Regions from separate parts of the Rattus norvegicus genome. Here region 1 is linked to region 2. The links are chromatin contacts, called in public Hi-C maps. All regions are on one chromosome and are shown on one strand. Each heading gives the region's core, a stretch centred on a gene start, on an enhancer-like site or on the middle of the called end of the contact. The rest is flanking DNA. Distances are from core to core; before and after follow the strand shown.

Region 1 (4,851 bases), core at 207-2,706, 50 kb before region 2:
CAGGCATGGATGCCTTCCCTCTGAGGAATCCTGCCCCAAGCTCACTTACTTTCCTGTGGAGCCTGCTCTGGGACTTTTGGAACTAGCCATCTGTTTCCTCTGGTGTTAGCGGGTACTCCGCATCCCTCTGCTGCTCTTCTGGGGACTGGGCACTGAGCTCTGGGGACAGATGCAGCAGGAAAGAAAACAAAATCCCTGTCCTTGTGGAGCTCTGATCTGGGAAACCAAAAGGAACACATAACCCAAGGGTGGCTTTAGAGAAGAAGGGAAAGTCAGGGCTCAGAAACACACACGACAGTGCAGAATGAGAAATGTAAATGGCGTTAGTGGTCAAGCCTGGGTGGCAGGCCACTTTCAATTTGAGCCCTTACTTCACAATTTAGTCTTTCCAGAAACTTGTTCTCTCATCTGTGCCATAGGGTTAAAGGGCACAGTGGGGGAGTCACTACCTCAGGACTTAGGCTGTTATTGGCTGAGAAGCCCCATCTCGACAGTTGCCACTAATGTTCTGTCCAGTAGGATGTGACCTCGTTTGGATCTCTCTTTCCTTCCTGGGATTTTATCCATGCTGGCCTTGGATTCATTGAAGGCAGATCAAGCCCCTTCTTCCTTTGGGCTTTTGCATTTGTTGTTCCCCTTAGTGGGGCTTCTCTTTTTCCAGTTTGCACTTTCTCACCCTTTTGTGTTCATGCCACCTACGGAGTCCCCCTTCATGCCCCCACCCTACACCAGAGCAGAATGCATTAAAAACATTTTCATGTTCAGTTGTTTTCATATCTCTCATCATCATCTGTTATTATTGACTTTTTTCTCTTATCCACATGAATGCAGGTTCCCAGAGGAACCTTTGCTCCGTGGAGCATCCCCAGCCCCAGGATCCGTAACTGCCAATTTATCCTAAATGGTGACTGGAATGGACGAATGAGGGCGAACACGAGTGCCTGGGCCTCTGCATCCCTACTCTCCTGAAGCGGCCCGCTAACTGGCTACTCACACATTGTCCGCCGCCCTCGACCCCCGCCGCGTGGGGTGCTCGCACGGGAACCAACTAGTACTAGCGAGACGCTTCCTGCCAGCATGGGCGGCGGCCGCTCGAGGATCTTGCGGCTAGGGTGCACGCGCGTGAACCCCGCCCCGCCCCCATATCCAGGCCCCGCCCCAGAGATGTGCTTCCCCAGCCTGTAGGCCCTGCCCATTCCCGCCCCCTTGCCTCAGGCCACGCCCTTCTCTCCTCCCCGTCAGGTTTCAGGCTTGGTCAGGGGCAAAATGCTTGTTATGCTCGCGGCCCCGCCCTTATCCCCTTCTCCATCAGATCTCAAGCCCGGTCCCGGCCGGTGTGCTTCTCAGGCTCGCGGCAGCACCCTTAACATCAGGCCCCGCCCTCGTCCCGCCCCTACTCTAGGCCCCGCCCCTCTTCGGTCCCCATCAGGCCTGCCTTAGGTTTGGTACCCCCATCTGCTCCTCAGGCTGCGGGCCTTGCCCTCGCCCCGCCCTCAGCATCAGACCCCGCCTATCACCCCGCCCTCTTACCAGGCCCCGCCCCGCCGCCTCGCCCCCGCCGCTGCGCTCCTCTGGTCGCCGGCCCCCTCCCGCCTCATGTGGCCCGGCCCGCGGCGGCCGGCGGCTGAAAGCGGCGAGGCGGCGGCGCGCGAAGCCCGGAAGGCGGCGACCGAGGCCCAGGCGGCGAACCGGAGCGGCGGGAGCGGGGCCCGGGTCGGCCCTCGAGCGGCCGCCGGCTCAGCATGCGCGCCCGCCGGGGGCTGCTGCGGCTGCCGCGCCGCTCCCTGCTCGCCGCGCTCTTCTTCTTCTCGCTGTCGTCCTCGCTGCTCTACTTCGTCTATGTGGCGCCCGGCATAGGTAGGAAGGCGACCCCGCGGCCACCCCACGCCCCTTCCCGCCGCGGCCCGCGCCGCCGCCCCGGCCGGCCCCGCGCTCCGTGACTCGCCGTTTCCTGCCGCGCCACCCCGCAGCCCGCCCGCACGCGCGGCCTCCTCCCTGACGCAGCCGCCCGCGCCCCCCGCGGCCGCGCGTTGGCTGCCCAGACCCGGCGGTGCTGCGGGCTGCGCGTCCCTTTCCCCTCCCCCTCCTCCTCCCCGGAGCCCGCCGCTCGCCCGCGGCTCCTCATAGCGGACCCGACCTGCTCTGGGGACCGATGGGAAGTTTGAATTGGCTTTGGAGGAGGTGCTGTGACAGGGGCCTTGGGGAAGCGGTGCCAGGTGGAAGGGAGGGGGCGCTCAGAGAAGAAACGGATGGGTAGCAGCTCTCCAAGGCCCGCCCTTTAGAGGGGGAGACCGCCTGGGGCGAAAACGAGCCCTTCCCGGAACAGACTGGACGCTGATGGGAAGGCAAAGGCAGCGTGAGGGTTAAAGGCAGAGGACACTGAGGTCGGATGTCCTGTATGACCTTGGGCCCTCAGCTTCTCTCCTGTGAAATGGGGGCACGAATCCCAGCCTATAAGGGACGGAGGGCCATAAATGCCCTTTAAGCTTTTATCGCTATAGCGGACGCCCCAAGTCTTCAAAATAAATACATAAATAAATATCTGCTGTTACAGGTAGTTTGGGGGACAGAAGGGGATAGGTTTAAGAAATGCGACTGACTTGCCTGCTTTAATATAGTCTTGGAGTGCTAGAGAAAACTTCGGCCCATGGTGAAAAATGAGAAGATGCTGTTGGGGGTGGGGCCGAGGGCGAGAATTCTGGATGGTTGGGATGGGTGCCGCTGAGGGGAAGTGCCTTTGAGATCGGTAGTAGTAAATGCTGCTGTTCTCTGTTGACCTGGCAACTCGGAACTGGCAGAGAAATTTCCAGAGAGTGGGAGGTTCTCCCCTGCTTTCACTTGATGGTTGAAAGTTGGTGTTCATGCTGCCAGCCTGACCTCTGAAGACGAAAAAGCTAACTTGAGATTGTCCTAACTGACTGGGTGAGTGGCGTCCCACTAGGGATGTATAATTACTGTGGCTTGTTAGGCTTGCCAAGTAGAAGGGCAGGCATTTTGGCTGAACAAGAATAGATAACTAATTAGTGGAATTAATTGAGAAGAGAGCTCATTAGCAAACAGGATATTAGATTCTCATAAAATGGGTGTGGAGTGATGGGTTTAAACTTACAGGCATCTTCCAGCCAGACCCTCTATTTTTTGTCCTTTTGTGAAAGTGACAGGTGTTTCTGGTCTGGGTCTGTGTATGTCCTGCATCTCCATGGTGATCAGCTGTTTTTGATGAGAAAGAATAGAAGCCAGGCTCTCCAACAGAAATGAAACTTAACTTAGATTTCTCTGCAGTAGATTGTAGGTCAGTGGAGCTCCTGTGTGTGCCACCACCAGGCTTAGCATCCTAAACCCTGTGTCACTGCAAGACTCAACTCTTTTGGGATTTCATTAGTGACTTTAGAAGTGTTTGAGAGAACAGATCCATTGCCATTCAAAGTCTGTTGGTCAAGAATAGGACCAGCAGGGCTGGGATGTAGCTGGGTGGGAGAGTGGTACCTAGCGTTCTACAAGGTTCTGGGTTTGATTCCTAGCACTGCAAACAAGAAAAGAGGGTGGAGGGGAGTGGTAAAGAGAAGACATTTTATAGTTTGCATCACTGCACTTACACTTAGCTATTTGACTGTTTCATTTATACTGCCTTTTAAAAAGATATGTTGTACTTTATGTGTATGGATGATGTGCGTGCATATATGTCTGTCGTGCATGGGTGTGTGTGTAGCTATGTGCCACATGCATGCAATGCAGAGGACACTGGATCCTCTGGAACTGCAGTTACACATATTTAGCAGCCACCCTGTTGGTGATAGGAACCGAACCTGGTTTCCCCCAAGAGCAGCAGGTGTTCTTTGCTGAGCCAACTCACCAGCCTCTTCCATGCCTTTCTTGTTAAGGAACTTAATTTTTCAAATGTCTAGCTTTCCACTGTGCTGTGGTAAGTCTATCCTGAAGGTTGAGGCAGTCTAGAGAATGTAAGGGTTTGTGTTCCCTAGGGTATAAAACCCTTATTTGAGATGGTTATAAGGAATGAACTGAAACTGTGCTTCATGGTGCACACCTCTAATCTCAGTACTCCGGAGGCAGAAGCAAGAGGATCTCAGTGAGTTTGAGGCCAGCTTGGTCTACATAAGTGAGTTTCAGGATGGCTCATCAGTTAAGAGCACTGGTTGTTCCAGAGGACCTGAGTTCAATTCCCAGCAGATACCCGGCAGCTTACAGCCACTTGGAACTTTGAGTCTAGGAGATCCATTGCTCTCTTCTGGCCTCTGCACTAGGTATGCACTTGCACGGTGCAGACAACCAGGTAGGCAGAACACCCATACACATTAAAATTTTCAATTTTAATGTTTTTTTTTTGAGACATGTAGGACAGGCTAATCCCAGAACTAGTAGCAACAAAAAATAATTTCATGGGTGGGGTCAGCACAGCCTGAGGAACTGTATTAAAAGGTTGCAGCATTGAGAAGGTTGAGAACCACCACACTAAAGGATCTCAGGGGGGCCCCCTTCTGGTCTTGTTAGGTAACTTCACGTGTGTGGCATATGCGTACACACAGAGATATGCATCTGCTCATAAATTAATTTTTTAAAAAGCTCACAGTTATATTTCAGCGTTAGACTTCTTATCTAGCATGTATGAAGCCCTGGCTGCAATTCCCATTGGGGGCGGGGCTGAGAGTTGAAAAAGAAGAAGGGGAGAATTTATGCTGAGCTCTCTTTTCCTGGAAGCCCTTCTCCACAGCCTGAGGAATGTTTGTTTCTTATCTCTCTTACCTGCAGTATTGACATGCCCTCCTCTTTTCTGGAGAAAACTTTGACCTTATTTATAACCCTCTGACTACAGGAATTTCAGACCTCAGAGTG
Region 2 (5,123 bases), core at 343-2,842:
GGCCTCCAGCACTGTCCTCCTGCCTTCGACCCCCTCAGTGCTGGGATCACTGGCTGTACACCCCTGTGCCTGTGTGTGGGTGGGCATCATGGGTGTGCATCTCTTCTGATTAACCAAGGTCGACATTTTAGGTGACCATTGGTGAGCCTTAGATCCTCGGATCTCCTCTGCAGGCAGGGAGTTGGGTCACCTCTGCTAACACCCGAGCTGTGAAGGTGTCTACCAGGGGGTGGTAGGGCTCTAAGCCTGACTACTTTTTGTCCGCTCCTCTGAAAATCTCTTTCCTGAGCTTCCCAGTTCTGACCTTGGATTAGACTCTGGGGCCTCCATTTCCTTGGGCCTAAGAGGCATTAGATGAGCTGCTGTGAGGCTGGCCCAGGCAGCTGCCCTTGGCTTGTGAAGCTGGGATATCAGCTCTCGTCCCCCTCTGTCCTCGGCTTCCCAGGTACGCTCTGCTGAGGAAGTCAAAGGAGCGGCAAGGACTGGACGGTCTCAACAATCTGAGCTACTCTGCTAACGTCACGTACGACGCCTTGTATAAAAACATAACTGTCAACTTGACACCCGAGCTGGCTCAGGTGACTGAGTACTGAGACTCGAGGAGAAACCACACCCACCTACCCACCCCTCGGACAGGCTGTGATGCGCCATCGTGGGGTCAACACAGGAGGACAGAAAGAGAGTGGAGCACAGGACCACAGGGCTCCAGAAAACTGTCACAGAGCACATGCACAAAGGCCTTCGCTGCAGGGCCCAACAGGGACAGGAGACTTGAGGACACTGTCATCAGCACTGGCTTCTATTCCACAAGACAGATGTCTGCCCTGCTGCTCTCTTCCGTCCACCCAGGTCCTGTCTCAGCTGCAACCTCCAGAATTGCAGGGCCAGGCTAGGCGCCCCTAGGATAGACGGATGGCCAAGCCCAGAGGCTTCCATGGTCAGCCAGCCCTGGCTTGAAGCAGACCGGCTATGCCGGTCTCTGCATCTCTGGAGTTCTCTTTGGCTTTCATTTGGTTTAGTTTAGGGTTTTTTTTTTTTTCTTTTCTTTTTAAAGAAATTTTTCTGCTTTAGGTGGGGACTGAGGGCGGAGGGGAGGAACTTGGGGTGATAGACACATACCAGTCACTTCTTGAAGAAGTGCAGTTGTAAATAAGCCATGTAAGATGCCTTTTTAAAGTTTAATTTTATAGCTGGCTCCACTTCAAAGTGAGAGCTTCACATATTAAGATCACCTTGGGTGGCAAACACAACTTGGTTCCCACACAGTTGAGTGCCATCTCCCAAGTCCCAGTCATCTAGGAAGGAAATGAATGCAGTCCGGTCCTTACAGCCCCTCTTGTCTGCCCTGCCCCTCCTTTCCTGCCTCTCCCCTCCCTTCCTTCCTCCTTCCCCCTCTATAGGGTCTTCCTCCTAGAGACTCAGCAGCTAAGCTGGAAATACTGTTCGGGGCACAGTGCTGTCCCCTCTTACAGACCCCGAGCCAGCCGGGATGTGTAGGGGGAGGGGAGGCAGAGGCACAGGGCACAGGCTTATCACTCCAGTGTGGCTGGCAGGGCCTGGAGAACAGGAGATCTGAGGCCAGTGAGCTATGTCACAAGTTCCAAGTCAGCCTGTGCTGTGTATGCAGCCCACTCCAGCTCCACATCTCACATGCAGAGTGGCTGTTGGGTGACTGTTCCCTCTTTTCTTTGGAACTTGGCCACAGTTTCTCTGGGCCCTGCTTGCATGACCAGCTGGCTTCAGTGATTTCTCCGTTTCCCTTTTTAGTTTCTAGGAAGCTGCTGTGCTTGTGCTAAGAAGCCATTGGTTGGGGAGGGCACAGCCAGGGAGCAGGTGGCACTGGGGTGCATGGCGGCCAGGGTCCAGGTGAGCTCTCACCAGATCCTTGACAGGCGGCCCAGCAGTCCCCCTGCTTCCTGACATCAGCTCCTAAAGGGCACCTCCTTCCTGAACCAGAGCTCCTTCCTGTGTCTGCCTCCCTGCAGCCTCTGTCCCTGAAGCAGGGATCTGTGTGTGGCGAGGAGCGTTCTCCTCTGGCCTCTGCTCTTCGCCTTTTTGCCTTCAGCACCCTTGATGTTCATGGTTTACATGGGTGGGGGTGGGGTGTAGATACACGGGGATGGGGTTTACATCACACAGTTGGTTCTGAGGACAGATGATCCCCACAGACTGTGGGAGTGATTGGCCAGGCCTTTTTTTTTGTTCTTTTTGTAGAGTAGAGTGGTATCTAGGGAACAGATGGCGCTGCAGAGCGCTTCCCGCTCGTATGAGAGAGCAGGTGCCTGCCCTTGAGAGCGCTGGTGAACCACGTCATCTGTTTGCACTGGGCAAGGAGCTGCACGAGGCGCTGCGTTGACTTGCCTTTGTCTTACGGTACACACAGCAATAAAGATTGGGTTCCGCCTGCCCGGCTCAACCCTCTGCCCCCTGTGTTAGTTTTACAGTGCGGGGAAGGAAACCCATGGCTGATGTGCTAGGCAAGAGCTCTGCCACTGAGTCACGGGTCCAGCCCCCTCTCCCCTCATCCTTCTGTTTCCACTCTGAAGGTCAGGGATGCTGTCGCTGTGGTAGAGCCTTGGTGTCCTTGGAGGGACAGTGGTGTGTGTAGCATGTGTCCTGGCTGAAGCCCTGCATCCTCACAATAGCCACAGGGCACCTTTTTAAGCCAAAGGCTGATACTTGATTTAAGAAGGAAAATGCAGATTTGGGGACAAAGAAAGGTCTTTTTACTGCTCAAGTCGGGTCACTTATGTTCCCTTGCAATCATGTCCAAGTTTGTTATTAGTGTGGACTCTTGTGGGCACTGTCAGTCATTGTCCGCCCAGTCACATACCGAGTGGGAAATGTCACAGTCAGAGCCACACCACTGGACCACACATTAGGTCATTGCTTAAAGAAAATGACATTGAGAATCAAGTGTGACCTTGGTGTACTTTGGCAGCTGAAATTACTCCATGCTACAGACGAGTGACCCTTAAGCCGACCTGCCCTTGACTGACTGCCCTGTGTGTGCAAGGTCTCTCTCCGCACAGGCTTTCTTTGGGGAGGGGGGATTTGCAAAACTTTAATTTTGCTAAAATGGGGACTCCTGTCATCGAGTTCCTTCCTCAGAGCGGCAGAGCACACACTGACTGTGCCTACCATCGACGAGGCACTGACGCCACTGGCTTAGCCACCATTACTGTCTTTGTTCTGAGCTTGCTCTTTGTTTTAAAGGTGCCAGGGGGACATTTTTGCACTGAAGCCTAAAGATGTTTTAAAAACACTTTTCACAGAAATAGTCCTTGTCATTACATTGTTCACTCATGTGTTTGTACATTTTTGTATGTTAATTTATGAATGATTTTTTCAGTAAAAAATACATATTCAATAACCAAACCTTGGTGGTCATCTCTCTTTCCAACTGCCTTTCATGGAGGTCCCCCTCCTCTGTAGAACACTACACACGGGGGACACCAGCAAAACGAAGGGAAGATTTGGTTCCAGACCATTCTTGGTGGGCAGTCCTGGTTGCTTTCTACCCGATTCTGCTTGCATTGTAATCACAAACTGCTATGAATTGAAGGTTTGTCATTGCCAGTGTGTGTGAGTTTTGATTTGAGCTTCTGGTAGACATGCACCACCAAGTTCAGTTTGTGTAGTGCTGGAATTAGCATCCAGGCCTTCGTGGTCGTTGGTCAACGCTCCATCAACAGAGCCCTAGCTCTGTCTGTCCCTCCATTTGTCCATCCATCCTCCCTTCCTTCCATGAGTACAGATGTTTTACCTGAATGTCTGTGTCCAACCTGTGTGTTTGGGGCCCACAGAAGCCAGAAGAGAGTCTTGCTCACCTGGAAATGGAGTTATAAACGATCATAAGCCACCATGTTGGTGGTGGGAATTGAATCCAAATTCTTCGCAAGAGTAGTCCACACCCTTAACCAATGAGCTACCTCTCCACCCACCCCTCCACCCTGATCCCCACAACACAGGAGGAAGCCCTGTATCTGGGCACTGTAAACAAAAATAAGACCTGAAAGCAAGCTCTCCAAGGGGGCTAGGAAGCCACTTTCAGTCTGTACAGTGTTCTGGGGAAAATGGCTGCTGGCTGGTCCTCACTTGGTCCAGGCAGTAGCCTTGTGAGATGGAACTGGAGAGGTGGGTGAGGGGAGCCGCGTGCTCACAGCAACAGAAAGCAGGCAGAACTCAGCAGGACCAGTGGGAGAGGGAGGGAGGCCGGCACATAGTAAGAATGGGGATTTAGCTCAGTGGTAGAGCGCAGGCAAGCGCAAGGCCCTGGGGTGGGGGGGTGGGGGTGGGGAGAGAATGATGGGAGTTGGGGCATTTGACAGGGACCTCACACAGTCTCTAAGGATGTCACCAGCTGCGGGGCAGGGGTGAGGAGCAAAGGTGTCAGGACTGATAGGTGTGATGGAGAAAAGTAGCTAGAGTGGGACCCCAGGCCTGGAGGATGGAGGAGTCCTTGAGAGCTGCCAGCCTCCCCACTTGTGAGGTACGATTTTCTGTATTGTGTTTAAGGGATTGGAGACCACCAAGGAATAACAGCAGGTGGGCAGTTGTAACCTGGTGAGGGTGGCAGAGAAAGACATCCAGGCCTGGTGGGTCCGTTCCTCAGGGGACTGGGGGTGCAGGCATGGAGTGTTGGAGCAGGAGTGCTGAGAACGGAAATCATGGTGTGGGGGGTTACAGAGGACAAGATGCTTGGATCTGGGTGGGGTTTGTGGGGCCATGGAGCTGTGCTGCACCCCAGAAGAGGTGTGGCTGCTGGGAACAGACAGGGAAAGTTGGACATTTCAAGAATCATTGACTACAGTCCAAAAGTGACAGGCGATGAAAGGTGGAAAATGGAGATGGGTGGTGGGTAACCCAGGCACTGTGCTACAAGGAAAGCAGCCGCAAGACCCAGGGCTGCTGAGCATAGCAAGGGAGGTGTCAATACCAGTGGGAGGGGAGTCATTCTCCTGGCAAGTGTGACAGGCTGTGACAGGCTCCATTCCCACCACACCCTGCAGAATGACCTTCACCTGGCAGTGTCCCCCAGTAAGAAAGTGGTCTGGGGGGCCCTGTTTGTGCAGAGCATGCTGTGCGGATGTCCCCATCCCCCCTTTTCTGAAGAAGTGTAT

What was found. A called contact is a pair of places that touch in the nucleus more often than the background predicts.
Region 1: a contact with region 2 is called in a Hi-C map of prefrontal cortex, with 2.1 times the contacts expected there. The contact joins two enhancer-like sites. A contact is called at or near these places in 10 of 12 Hi-C or Micro-C datasets (the A7r5 cell line, the Rat2 cell line, Schwann cells and 6 more).

What each region holds. Positions count from the first base shown.
Region 1 is chr3:176,485,671-176,490,521 of GRCr8, reverse strand. No RefSeq gene overlaps it. Among named protein-coding and RNA genes, the nearest start is that of B4galt5, 35 kb to the right of the region's middle. Within about 2 kb of position 1,456, at least 86 of the 93 cell types and tissues checked have an H3K27ac peak or open chromatin away from gene starts, as enhancers often do. A contact at or near this core is called in prefrontal cortex, where this site is marked.
Region 2 is chr3:176,435,325-176,440,447 of GRCr8, reverse strand. It overlaps B4galt5 (beta-1,4-galactosyltransferase 5), which reads left to right. Exons shown (of 5, transcript NM_001108608.1): 5 at 1,959-3,375. The coding sequence ends at 1,998. Among named protein-coding and RNA genes, the nearest start is that of B4galt5, 15 kb to the left of the region's middle. Within about 2 kb of position 1,592, at least 38 of the 93 cell types and tissues checked have an H3K27ac peak or open chromatin away from gene starts, as enhancers often do. A contact at or near this core is called in prefrontal cortex, where this site is marked.